2 separate regions of the Mus musculus genome follow, and region 2 is linked to region 1. The links are chromatin contacts, called in public promoter capture Hi-C maps. All regions are on one chromosome and are shown on one strand. Each heading gives the region's core, a stretch centred on a gene start, on an enhancer-like site or on the middle of the called end of the contact. The rest is flanking DNA. Distances are from core to core; before and after follow the strand shown. Region 1 overlaps Insr (insulin receptor). Region 2 holds the start of Mcemp1 (mast cell expressed membrane protein 1).

Evidence for each region. Promoter capture Hi-C pulls out the DNA fragments that hold promoters and counts their contacts.
Region 2: a contact with region 1 is called in a promoter capture Hi-C map of liver, with 2.8 times the contacts expected there. The contact joins the promoter of Mcemp1 here to the enhancer-like site in region 1. A contact is called at or near these places in 15 of 39 promoter capture datasets (the 3T3-L1 cell line, the HPC-7 cell line, cranial neural crest and 8 more), 4 of 484 Hi-C or Micro-C datasets (cortical neurons, embryonic stem cells, myocytes and 1 more), 6 of 115 datasets of contacts at active chromatin or transcription factors (the 230-238 cell line, astrocytes, embryonic stem cells and 1 more) and 1 of 9 other capture datasets (embryonic stem cells).

What each region holds. Positions count from the first base shown.
Region 1 is chr8:3,182,084-3,187,009 of GRCm38.p6, forward strand. It overlaps Insr (insulin receptor), which reads right to left. Exons shown (of 21, transcript NM_010568.3): 10 at 2,868-3,069. Among named protein-coding and RNA genes, the nearest start is that of Gm30220, 93 kb to the left of the region's middle. Within about 2 kb of position 2,723, at least 5 of the 459 cell types and tissues checked have an H3K27ac peak or open chromatin away from gene starts, as enhancers often do. A contact at or near this core is called in liver, where this site is marked.
Region 2 is chr8:3,663,929-3,669,369 of GRCm38.p6, forward strand. Mcemp1 (mast cell expressed membrane protein 1) reads left to right here and starts at 1,834. Exons shown (of 7, transcript NM_026985.1): 1 at 1,834-1,908; 2 at 2,124-2,213; 3 at 3,078-3,209; 4 at 3,332-3,382; 5 at 3,471-3,626; 6 at 4,264-4,317; 7 at 4,404-4,977. The coding sequence starts at 1,854. The coding sequence ends at 4,417.

The DNA.
Region 1 (4,926 bases), core at 1,473-3,972:
ATCCAAAACTGTAAGCTACATCAATCTTTTTTTTTTCATAATGCAACAACTCTTAGGTAATTCATTGTAGTAACAGAAAGGAGACTAATACAAGTCTTACTCATCATTGATCAGAAGAAAAGAACTACACCTTTTTTGAAATTGAAGGGAATCCGGAGAAGGAAAGGAAAAGTGAGAGAAAACTACTTCACATGATGCTATTGCCATGGATGTTAAATACGACTATACCTAGTCATAAAATACTCAGCCATTTATCATGTAAGTCTCTACTGTTTAGAGTGTGTGTGTGTATGCGCGTGCGGGAAAACTTTGTTTAGCACAGAGACTTTGTAGGATTCTTTTTGGTTTGGTTTTGTTTTTGTTTGTTTGTTTTTTCAAGACAGGGTTTCTCTGTGTAGCCCTGGCTGTCCTGGAACTCACTCTGTAGACCAGGCTGACCTCGAACCCAGAAATCCGCCTGCCCCTGCCTCCCAAGTGCTGGGATTAAAGATGTGCACCACCACTGCCTGGCACTTTCTAGGGTTTTGATGTGCTCAGAAAATGAAAAATTGCATCTGATTTAGGAGGTGGGTGGGCAGACAAGAAATCTAATGAAGAACTTGAGGAAAGGAGACTAAGATGGAAAAAATATAAAATCCCTTAGCAGCAGGCATATTCAAAGCTCATGTTCTTGGAAACATCTGGGAGTTTCTGGAAGTATACTCTAGAAGTCATGTCTGAGAAGAGGCGCTACTAGAATTGAGCAGTTGGGGACCAAGAAGGTCAGCATCCTACGAGTCCCAGGATGGGTCCCACCCCAGAGGAATAACATGAATCCAAGCACTCAACACCACTGTTGAGAAGCCCGGAGTAAGTCTTTCAGGCTTACAACCTTAGAACACAAAGAACGATTACACAGTAAGCCCGTGGGATCCAGGAGATCTGCATTCTTGGGTTCAACCAACTATGGATCAAAATTATCTGTAGACCTGTCAGGCAAGATAGGCCACTGATGAAACAGTAGCATGACCATTACAAGAGGTAACAACTGCCCTCAGGGATAGGAGGCCTGCTCCATGGGAGAGAATTCATGTGTGACCCTGTTCAAAAGCCCAGTTCAGGAAGTTACATGCACTAATGGGGAGCCTTCAGTTGTTTTACTAAAGAAACATGTTGTCAAACTGCCCTTGAAGTATTTATGTTTATGCATGTAGATTACTGCTCTTCTCAACCCTGGTCAGAGAAATTTCTTTTTATACTGGGCAGAGAGTCATAGCTGATCAAAGTGCTGAGAATGAGTGACTGTTGGGTGTCCAGTCCTAAATGGAAAATTTCTATCAATGCCACTACCGTGGCTCAGGAAACAAACGCACGTAAGGACCAGAGAATGGGAGCGTGCTATGGAATGCTGTCTTCAGGACATGACATGGTCATTGCACTTATGAACTGAATATAGCACTGGCTACCTGAACAAGACCTACATGAGGTCAAGCCAGAACCACTTGAAATTCCAGCAGGTAGGGCTAACTGGTTCAATGAGTCATAAGAAGGAAGAAGAGGAGGACAAGAACAACAAGAAAGAGGCAGACATGTTGATGGGAGTATAAGGGAGAAGCTGAGAGTCAATATGCTAAAGACCCTTTGTGTATGTGTATGAAATTGTCAAAGAATGACTCTAGAAAGTTGTGTCATATTTTCTAACCATGTACAGGGTTTTTCTTGTCATGTTGCTTGTGTTACACAATGTGGTGTAAAAAATATTATATAACATGTCATTGTCTGAAGATGTTATAAGTTATCTGAAGGTGATTGAATATGATTAAGACATCTATTTAAGAGACTTGAGAATCTGTGGGGTAACCTCAGGATCCTGGATCCAATCCACTCGAGACCCCAAAGGTCAACTGTGCTATGTCCATTGTACAGATAAGAACACTGGGACACAGAGCAGTACAGTAACTTGTTCAAACCAGTATATATAAGAGTAGAGAGCCAAGACAGACCGCTTCCAGGGTCCCTGATGCCCAGAGTTATGACATTCTGTAAGACACATACATGGGATGGGAACTAGACCCACGCATGCCTACTTGTTTTCAGTTCAAATCAGGCACAGGAAAAAGAAGAAACTTATAACCCACAGGCATATTTATATATGTGTGCACACATATGTACAGGAACATGTGATCTACTGGTGTATTTGTGTGTGTGCATACATGTGTATACATATTCATAGGAGTATTTCTGTGTGTGTATACACATGTGTTTGTGCATGTGTAACCCATAGACATATTTTTGTGTGTTTGTACCCATGTACAAGTGCACATGTGACCAACAGGCATTATTTGTGTGTGTGGGGGGGGGGGGTGTGGGTGTGTGTGTGTGTGTGTGTGTGTGTACACAAATACACCTGTGGGTCACATGTGTACTTACATGTGAACATATGTGTGTAAGTGCACATGTGTGATCAGGTAGACATGCATGTAAAGCCAGAGGACAGAGTTGGCTATGGTTTCTCAGATGCTGTCCACCTTGTCCTTATACGCCCAGACATTACTAGTTAGACCAGTCTGGATAACAGAAAGGCCCAGGAATACTGTGTCTGCCTCCCCAGTAATGGGAATATAAGCACACACCTGGCTTTTTATGTGGGTTCTGGGCACCAAACTCAGGTCCTTGTGCCCTTTGTCCTAAAAAGGGCAAATACTTTCCTAAGTGGGCCCTCTTCCCAACAACAAACAAGACTGTTTTCCCCCTCCAACCAAAAGCACACAATTGAGCTCAGGCTCCAGCCACCTCCCCACTTACACAGTCTCCTGAGTTCATTCCCTAAGAAGTCATGGCACCAAGCTAACAGACAGAAAGAGAGCTGGCCCGTGCAAAGCTCTGACCTGGGGACAAAAACCACGTTGTGCAGGTAATCCTCGAAGGTCTTCCTGAATGAAGACTCCTCCAGCTCCTTCAGGATCTGAGAGTCAGTCTTAGGGCATGAGCAGCACTCACTGGCCGAGTCGTCATACTCACTCTGATTGTGCTTCTGAGAATCATCAGACTCAAAGGGTGGGGACCAGGTCCGTGAAGGGAGCTTCAGCCCTAGGGAGAGGCAGAATGTGGGCTCAAGTCTCCCACAGAACACACATACACACATGACACAAAGCACACTCCAACATACACATATACACACCACACACACAACATACACACATACACATGACATAAAGTATACTCCAATATACATACACCATACACACACACACACACATACACACACACACAGCACCACAGTGCTTTCTCGGTAAGGTGGAACAGATAAACAAATCCTAGTTCAAGTGTGTGTGTGTGTGTGTGTGTGTGTATGGTGTATGCACACACACATATTTAGGCCAGAGGTCATTCTTGGGTGTCATTCCTTAGGCCACAGCCATGTCTCCTCATTGGAGGTTCTAAGCAAGCACTCTATCACAATTCATGTCTCCAGACCCCATTTTTTGAGACAGGGCTTCAGTATGTTATCCAGTTGGCAATGAACTCACTCCCCACCCTAGACTGGCCTGGACTCTCTCTCTTCCTTCCTCCCCTTCCCAAAGAGTCAAATTACAGTGTTACAATACAGGAGCTCCAAAGTTGCTCTGTGTGTTTGTGTGCATTCTGTGTGTATGTTTGTGTTACTTGTATCTATGTATGATTGACTACATGACATCAAGTGTCTCCTACAGTCATTTCTTTGTTTATTATTATTGTTAATATTATTATTAAATTAATTTTATGAGGGAGGGGAACAAGCCATAGTGCACATGTTGATGTCAGGGGATAACTTTCTGGAATCTATTTTCTCTACCACGTGGGTTCTAGTGATTAAAGTTAATCAGTAAGGTTTGACAGCAAATACCTTTACACACTGATATATCTTACCAGTCCTCCATCTTAGTCATTGAGACAGAGTCTTTCACTAAACTTGGACCTCACAAGTTGCTAGGCCAGCTGGCCAGCATGCTCCAGAGATCTGCCTGTCTCTGCCTCCCCAGTGTGATGGTTACAAATGCACGCTGTCAAAACCAGCTTTTCTCTACATGGACGTTGGGGATCCAAACTCAGGTCATTCTGTTTGTACAGCAGACATTTTATCCAGTATCATTTCCTTAGCTCCAAATTCACCACAATTAAAAATAGACTCAAATTATGATATAAACAGAAAGGTACTACTGGTCATTTATTATATGTATTATAGAAATTATGGTTAAATAAACATAACATAAAATGGTACCATTGAAATCATGTGTGGGTACATAGTTAGTGGTGTCTACTTACAGTGTGGCACCATCATTGCCTCTAACCATTTCCAGAACTCTCATCTAAACCGAAGCTCTGTCCTCATTCAACACTGGTATTCCATTTCCTCCAAAGGTGGCCTCCACACTCTGCCTTTGTCCACATAATTCATAATTGTTCAACTATTGTTAGGCCTCCTTAGTATAAGCTCTGTGGACTGGTGAAGTGATCCAGTAGGTAAAGTGACTAGCACGCAAGCATGAGGACCTGAGTTCAAACCCTGGTAACCCACATGAAAACCAAACATAATAACACACATCTTAGTCCTCAGGACTGGGAAAGTAGAGACAGGAGGATCCCTGGAACTCATTGGCCAGCCAGGTTAGACAAATTAGGGAGCTAATAAAAAAAAAGTCCTACCTCAGAAAACAAGGATCCACAGAGCAAGACACCTGTCATCAACTTCAAATAAAGTCCTTCGTGTGCTTCCAGAAGAGTGTGGGACCGTGTGTAACATTTAAGAAGATATGCATTCACCTTCTTAAATGTGTCTCAGTCAGACCAGAAATGTGTATGCATCTATACTCATTCAAGTGCAAATAAATTCTGTAATATTCACTTATCACCATTTTTTAAAATACCCTTGTGGTTATTCATGGATGTAAGGTGATTTTGTTTTTG
Region 2 (5,441 bases), core at 584-3,083, 480 kb after region 1:
CCCTGCTATTCCTGCTACAATAAGTAATAACTTTGTATTCTTCTACGTGCAAATATGTATGCAGTATCATATCATCAAGTATAACCATTATTACTTGTTGAAGAAGCTATCTTTTCCCACAGTGCAGTTTTGGCTTCTTTGTCAAAAATCTGGTGTCCATAGATATGTGGATTTCTGTCTGGGTCTTCATTCATCTTTATTGGTCAATGTGGTTGTTTTGTGCCAATACCACACTGTTTTTATTACCATAACTCTGTAATACAATTTGGTAATTGAGATCAGGGATGGTGATACCTCTAGTAGTTCTTTGAATAAATAGTCTTTTTTTAAAAAAAAATCTAAGAGTATAGATATACTAAATATGCAGGTATACATGTATATTCATTTGGGCATTGTATTTACAAAAGAGTGTAAGTGAACATGTGGCCTGCATTGATGAGCTGAGTTGAGACTGAAGGCATGTGGAGGTTTGAGTGTGCATGTATGTGTGTGAGCCAGGTAGGGGAGCAGACAGATGGAGTAAATGCCTTTCTTTTCTGGCGTGTCTCTGTGGAGGAGAGAAGACCTTGAGGACTCCACCAGGGTAAGCATTAAGGATATGGGTCTGACATCAGTACTGGGTATAGGTGTGGGGTCAGAGTGGTTTCTATCCTTGCCTAACATCCGCTTTGCTCTCTGTGGTGCCTCAGAGAGTTCCTTAGCTCCAGTGATGCAATCAGTTAACATGAGGGACTTACAAAAAGTAGAAGTTGGTTGGTTGAACTGTGCAACGAGGCCCGAGAGGGAAGGGAAGGTGTTGGGGGCTGGGAAACCCAGCTATTGTTCTAAAAGGCAGACTCTTGAGTTCACACAGCATTCTTTCTTTCCTTGCGCTCTCTCTCTCTCTCTCTCTCTCTCTCTCTCTCTCTCTCTCTCTCCCCCTCTCCTTTTTTTGTAGAGATAGAAAACAGAAGAAAAGCTGAGAATGTGGGGTACAGTTGTAACCCCAGCTGGGGAGGTAGAAGGAGGTGGGTCATTAGTGCTTGCTGGCCAGCCAGTCTAGCATATTTGGTGAGTTCCAGGCTAGTGAAAGTTGCTGCCTTAAAAAACAATGTGGACATTACCTGGGAGTGACAGCTGAGGCCATCCTCTGCCTCCCACCCCATATATAAAAGGGAGATGAATCAAGCACATTCCAACTGTCTGTTTCGTCTGTGTGTCTTTCACCCAGACAGTCTAGCTTTCTCAAAAATTTCACTTCTGTGTTGCCCCAGTGTAGGGGAATGCCAGGACCAGGAAGTGGGAGTGGGCGGGTTGGTGAGCAGGGGGAGTAGGGAGGGGATAGGGGCTTTTCAGAGGGGAAACCAGGAAAGGGGATGATAACATTTCAAATGTAAATTAAAAATATCTACTAAAAAATAAAAATAAAATAAAATGCACTAAGAGAGAATCTGTGTCAAGAATGAACACAGTGTATATAAAATATATCATCGTCCAAGCTACAAGAAATATTGTGGAAAGGTATTTTTAAAACTGGATTAATGGCATGAATGTTGTTTTGTGTTCTTGAAACATGAATCAAAGACTTTTTCGTATACAAAAAAATCTCTTCTGTCATCACATCTAGGGTTGCTTCTTGACCATCCATGAAACTTCTGTCCCTTTAAAGACTCTTTTGATATGGTAGCTGAAGATGCCTCCAGGGCGAGAGATCTGGTGTGGATCCCTGAAAGCAGGAAGCAAACCCTGCTTCCCTCCCCTCCAAAATGAGATTTCCCCATCTATCTGACATCTTCCGGTAGGTGGGGATGTGTGGACACTTGGGAGGTCCAGCGCCTAAGGCTGTGGTAATCTACGTGAATCAACCAAGCAGAATGCATGCATCAGCCTCCCAGGATAAGAACCGGAGGAAGCCAGGTCATGATGAAGGTCAGGATCCTAGGGGCGGGAAGGGGAAAGGAAGAAGTGTGGCTGAAGGTGGGAGCAGTCAGGGATGGAAGAGCTCCTTCCTTCTAGGGGCCCCATAAATGCCTGCACTGCACAGAGCTAATCTTTGTCCTTCCTGCCCGATTGAGTTCCCCTACTGACTCCCCACATATCTAGATGAGTCTCAGCGCCTCCTCTCACCACCAAATCACACACAGGTGCTCACAATCCTGACTACGAGAATATAACCTTGGCCTTCAGAAACAAGGACCAACTCAAACTCAGCCAATCAACACCCACAAAACAAGGTGAGCGGACACTCCCTCGCCCACCCCCACTAAAACCTTAAGGCATATGTGAAGGGGGGAGGGAGTGCTGGGGACTGTGGTGGTGGCAATGGTGGCATTAAAGATGGTGATGCAGCTGTGGTTGTGGTAGAGAGCTTGCCCAGCATGTTCAAAGCCTTGGGTTCAATCGCCAGCACTGTATAAACTGGGCGTGCACACCTATTATCCCTGAATCTGGAAGCAGAAGCCAAAGACATCTTTGGCTACAGAGAGAGTTAGAAGCTAGTCTGGGATACTAGAAACCCTAACTAGCCAACTAACTAACTAACTTGTGAGGCTGGAGAGGTGTGTGACTCGGTGGTTAAGTGGTGCTTCACAAGTGTGAGGACTATAGTTCAGATTCCAGTATCCACAGAACAAACCAGGTGTCCCGTGCATGCCTTAACCCCAGCACCGAGGGGCTGGACACAAGGAGGTCACTGGGGCATGCTGTTTTTCTTCCTTTTAGTGGCTCACAAATACATCTTAATCATAAGGCTGATTTTTGTCCTTCGTGACTGATTTATTATAATTCCCTAGATTGTGTTTCCCCACCTGGGAATAAACAGGAAGAGTCCGTGCCTCAAAGAAATAGGTGGCACGACAAAGGAGGATAACCCATGCTTCATGTCTCCCTGTCGGTCTGTACCCCCCTCTCCCATGAGTGATGGTACTAAGGTGAGGGTAGCTTTGTAGCTGAGGTGAAAGAGGCTGGGTTTCTGAAATGCTTCTGGCAGTGCTGTTGGCTGTGCATAATTTATTGAGAGGGATGTGATGGTCACTATATAAGGAATACAAAACTGGCTCTGGGCTCTGGGGCTCACATGTCCTATGTCTCTGTCCCAGCCAAGTTCAAGACATCCCTGGACCCAGCTGAGTCCCCGCCTTGGTTGTACAGAACCATTATGATGTTGTATGTTCTCCTTGCTCTCGTCTTTTTATCCTGCATCGTCCTCTCTGCTTTGGTCTTGGTGAAAAGTAAGTGATTTTGGAAGACGGGCCAGGGACGGGATTGGGGAATTACCGCCAGTTCCTCTCCATTTCCAAGGAGGTTAAAATGGAGACGGGACCTTAAAGCTTTCCTACTCTCTCCTAAACAGATTCTGAGATGTCCAAGGAGCTGTGGACCTTGAAAGCAGAGCTTTCGAATGGTGAGTGAGAGGCTCAGGGGAGGCCCACGATGGTGCTGGTGGGAACAGAAGAATAGCCATCTTAACACCTCAAACTCCATGCCCTTAGTTTCAGACACGGTGTGGAATATCCGGGAGCTCCAGAATCAGCAAACGAGGATTTGGGAAGCTGCCCAGGGGGACATCAAGGAGGTCAAGAAGACCCTTGGCACAGTCATGAGTAGCATCCAGACTGGAAACGACCGGCTGAAGACTGTGCCGGCAGGTGCTCCTCGCACACCCGTTCTCTTTGGATGAATGTGTTTGGATGTTCAGAACAAATAGGGTACTAGTTATTCAAGGAGCAAACAGGGCCCTGGTCTCTGGATTTGGAAGCCGACAAGAGATATTTCCTCTGAGCTAGAGGAGGGGTTGCTTAAGCACTAGTGGCGTTGTGGAGGTGACTCAGGAAAGCACAACATGGGTTGTGAGTTTGTATCCCCAGGACTCACATAAAAGCTAGGCACGGTGTCACAGTTCTGTAACCGCAGCCATCAGGTTAGAGCCGTGGTGGTAGAGATAGGCTGATATATGTGGCTTACAGGTCACCCAGTCTAATCAAATGGGTGAATCCCTAGGTTCAGTGAGAGGTCCTGTTTTTAAAAATAAGGTAGACATCTCTAAAGAAACACAACTGACTGATGTCAACCGCTGCTCTCCTCACATATGTGCACAAACAAGTGTACACATGTATGAATATAAACACATGTATACTGCGCGTGTGCACACACACATCACACCACACCATTACGGTGAACCTCCACTACAGGGATCTGCTTCACTCAAACTGGAAACTACTAATGATGTCAGGGCTTTGTTTGCAGCCCCATTCCAGATTTATCTGTTTCCTCTCCTTCCCCCAGATATAACCCAAATCAAGAAAACTCTTGAGGCGCTAGAAAAGAAGGCACAGCCTCGTAAGTCAGGGCCGGGGAGGTGGACTGGGGTGGAGTCCCAGACCTAGTGCTGGTCTGCCTGACCTCAGGTCTCTCCTCTCTTACAGAGCCCAGTACATAAGAGGACACCACAGCAGTACCTGTGAAGACTCCGAATTGCACCTGCTAGTGAAGATGGCAGATGGGGGTGGGTACTGAGCTTGAGTGTGAACCTGCCGTGCATCCTCATATAAAAAAGATTCTCCACCAGGGGGAATGAGTGTTGAAGAGGTGTGTATGCAAATGAGCATTTGGGGTTTCCATGTATTCCAGGAGAAGGGTTTATGGTGGAAAGAGAACATGGCAGTCACAGCAGGTGTTACTCTTTATGGGCCACATAGGTGTATGCCCTGGCTTATGTGAGTATAGGCATGTCCTGGTTGGCAGCTATTCCCGAGAAGTCCCCAAAGTGTAAGTGACATGTAGGACATGCCTCCCCATTCTCTTGCTCATGTATGTGCATCTGGCTGTTCTGTATGTGTGTCACTGAAGTGGTGGGTGATAGACATCACCCTGGAGATGTGTCATGGCATGGGTCATTCCTAGTGTTTTTGGTCATGTCAGCTTGTGTGTTCAGGGCATGCACACAAATGTAGCCATCGATTTCTGCACTTGTATTTATGATTCAAGAAGATAAATGCCAAGGGAAATGATATGACTCTGGAGCTGTTTTGGGGAGGCCTGTGGGACAGAACTTTGGGACCTGGTGGGGAGATTGGATTTAGGGCTTTGGTTTGGTGATGAAACAAAACACCCAGTCCTGGAAGCCAGACATGGTGCAGCTGGACTGTAATTCCATCGCTTGAGAGGCTGATTGAGATAGGAGGATCATGAGTTCAAGGTCAGCTCTGGCTACAAAAGTAGAGCTGGGGTAGGGTAGTGAGATGGCTCAGCATGCAAAATGCACCGAGGCAGAACCTGACCTGAGTTTTATCCCTGGGGTCCACACAGTGGGAGCCCCACCTGCACACCAAGGTGAATGAAAGACACAATACTAAAATAATTAGAAAAAAAATACCCAAAGGAATCTATGCCCTACTAATGAGACATGTTGTAAAAAAAAGTATTTAATAAAAATTTCCAGTGCAGGGTTCCTTCCCACCTTA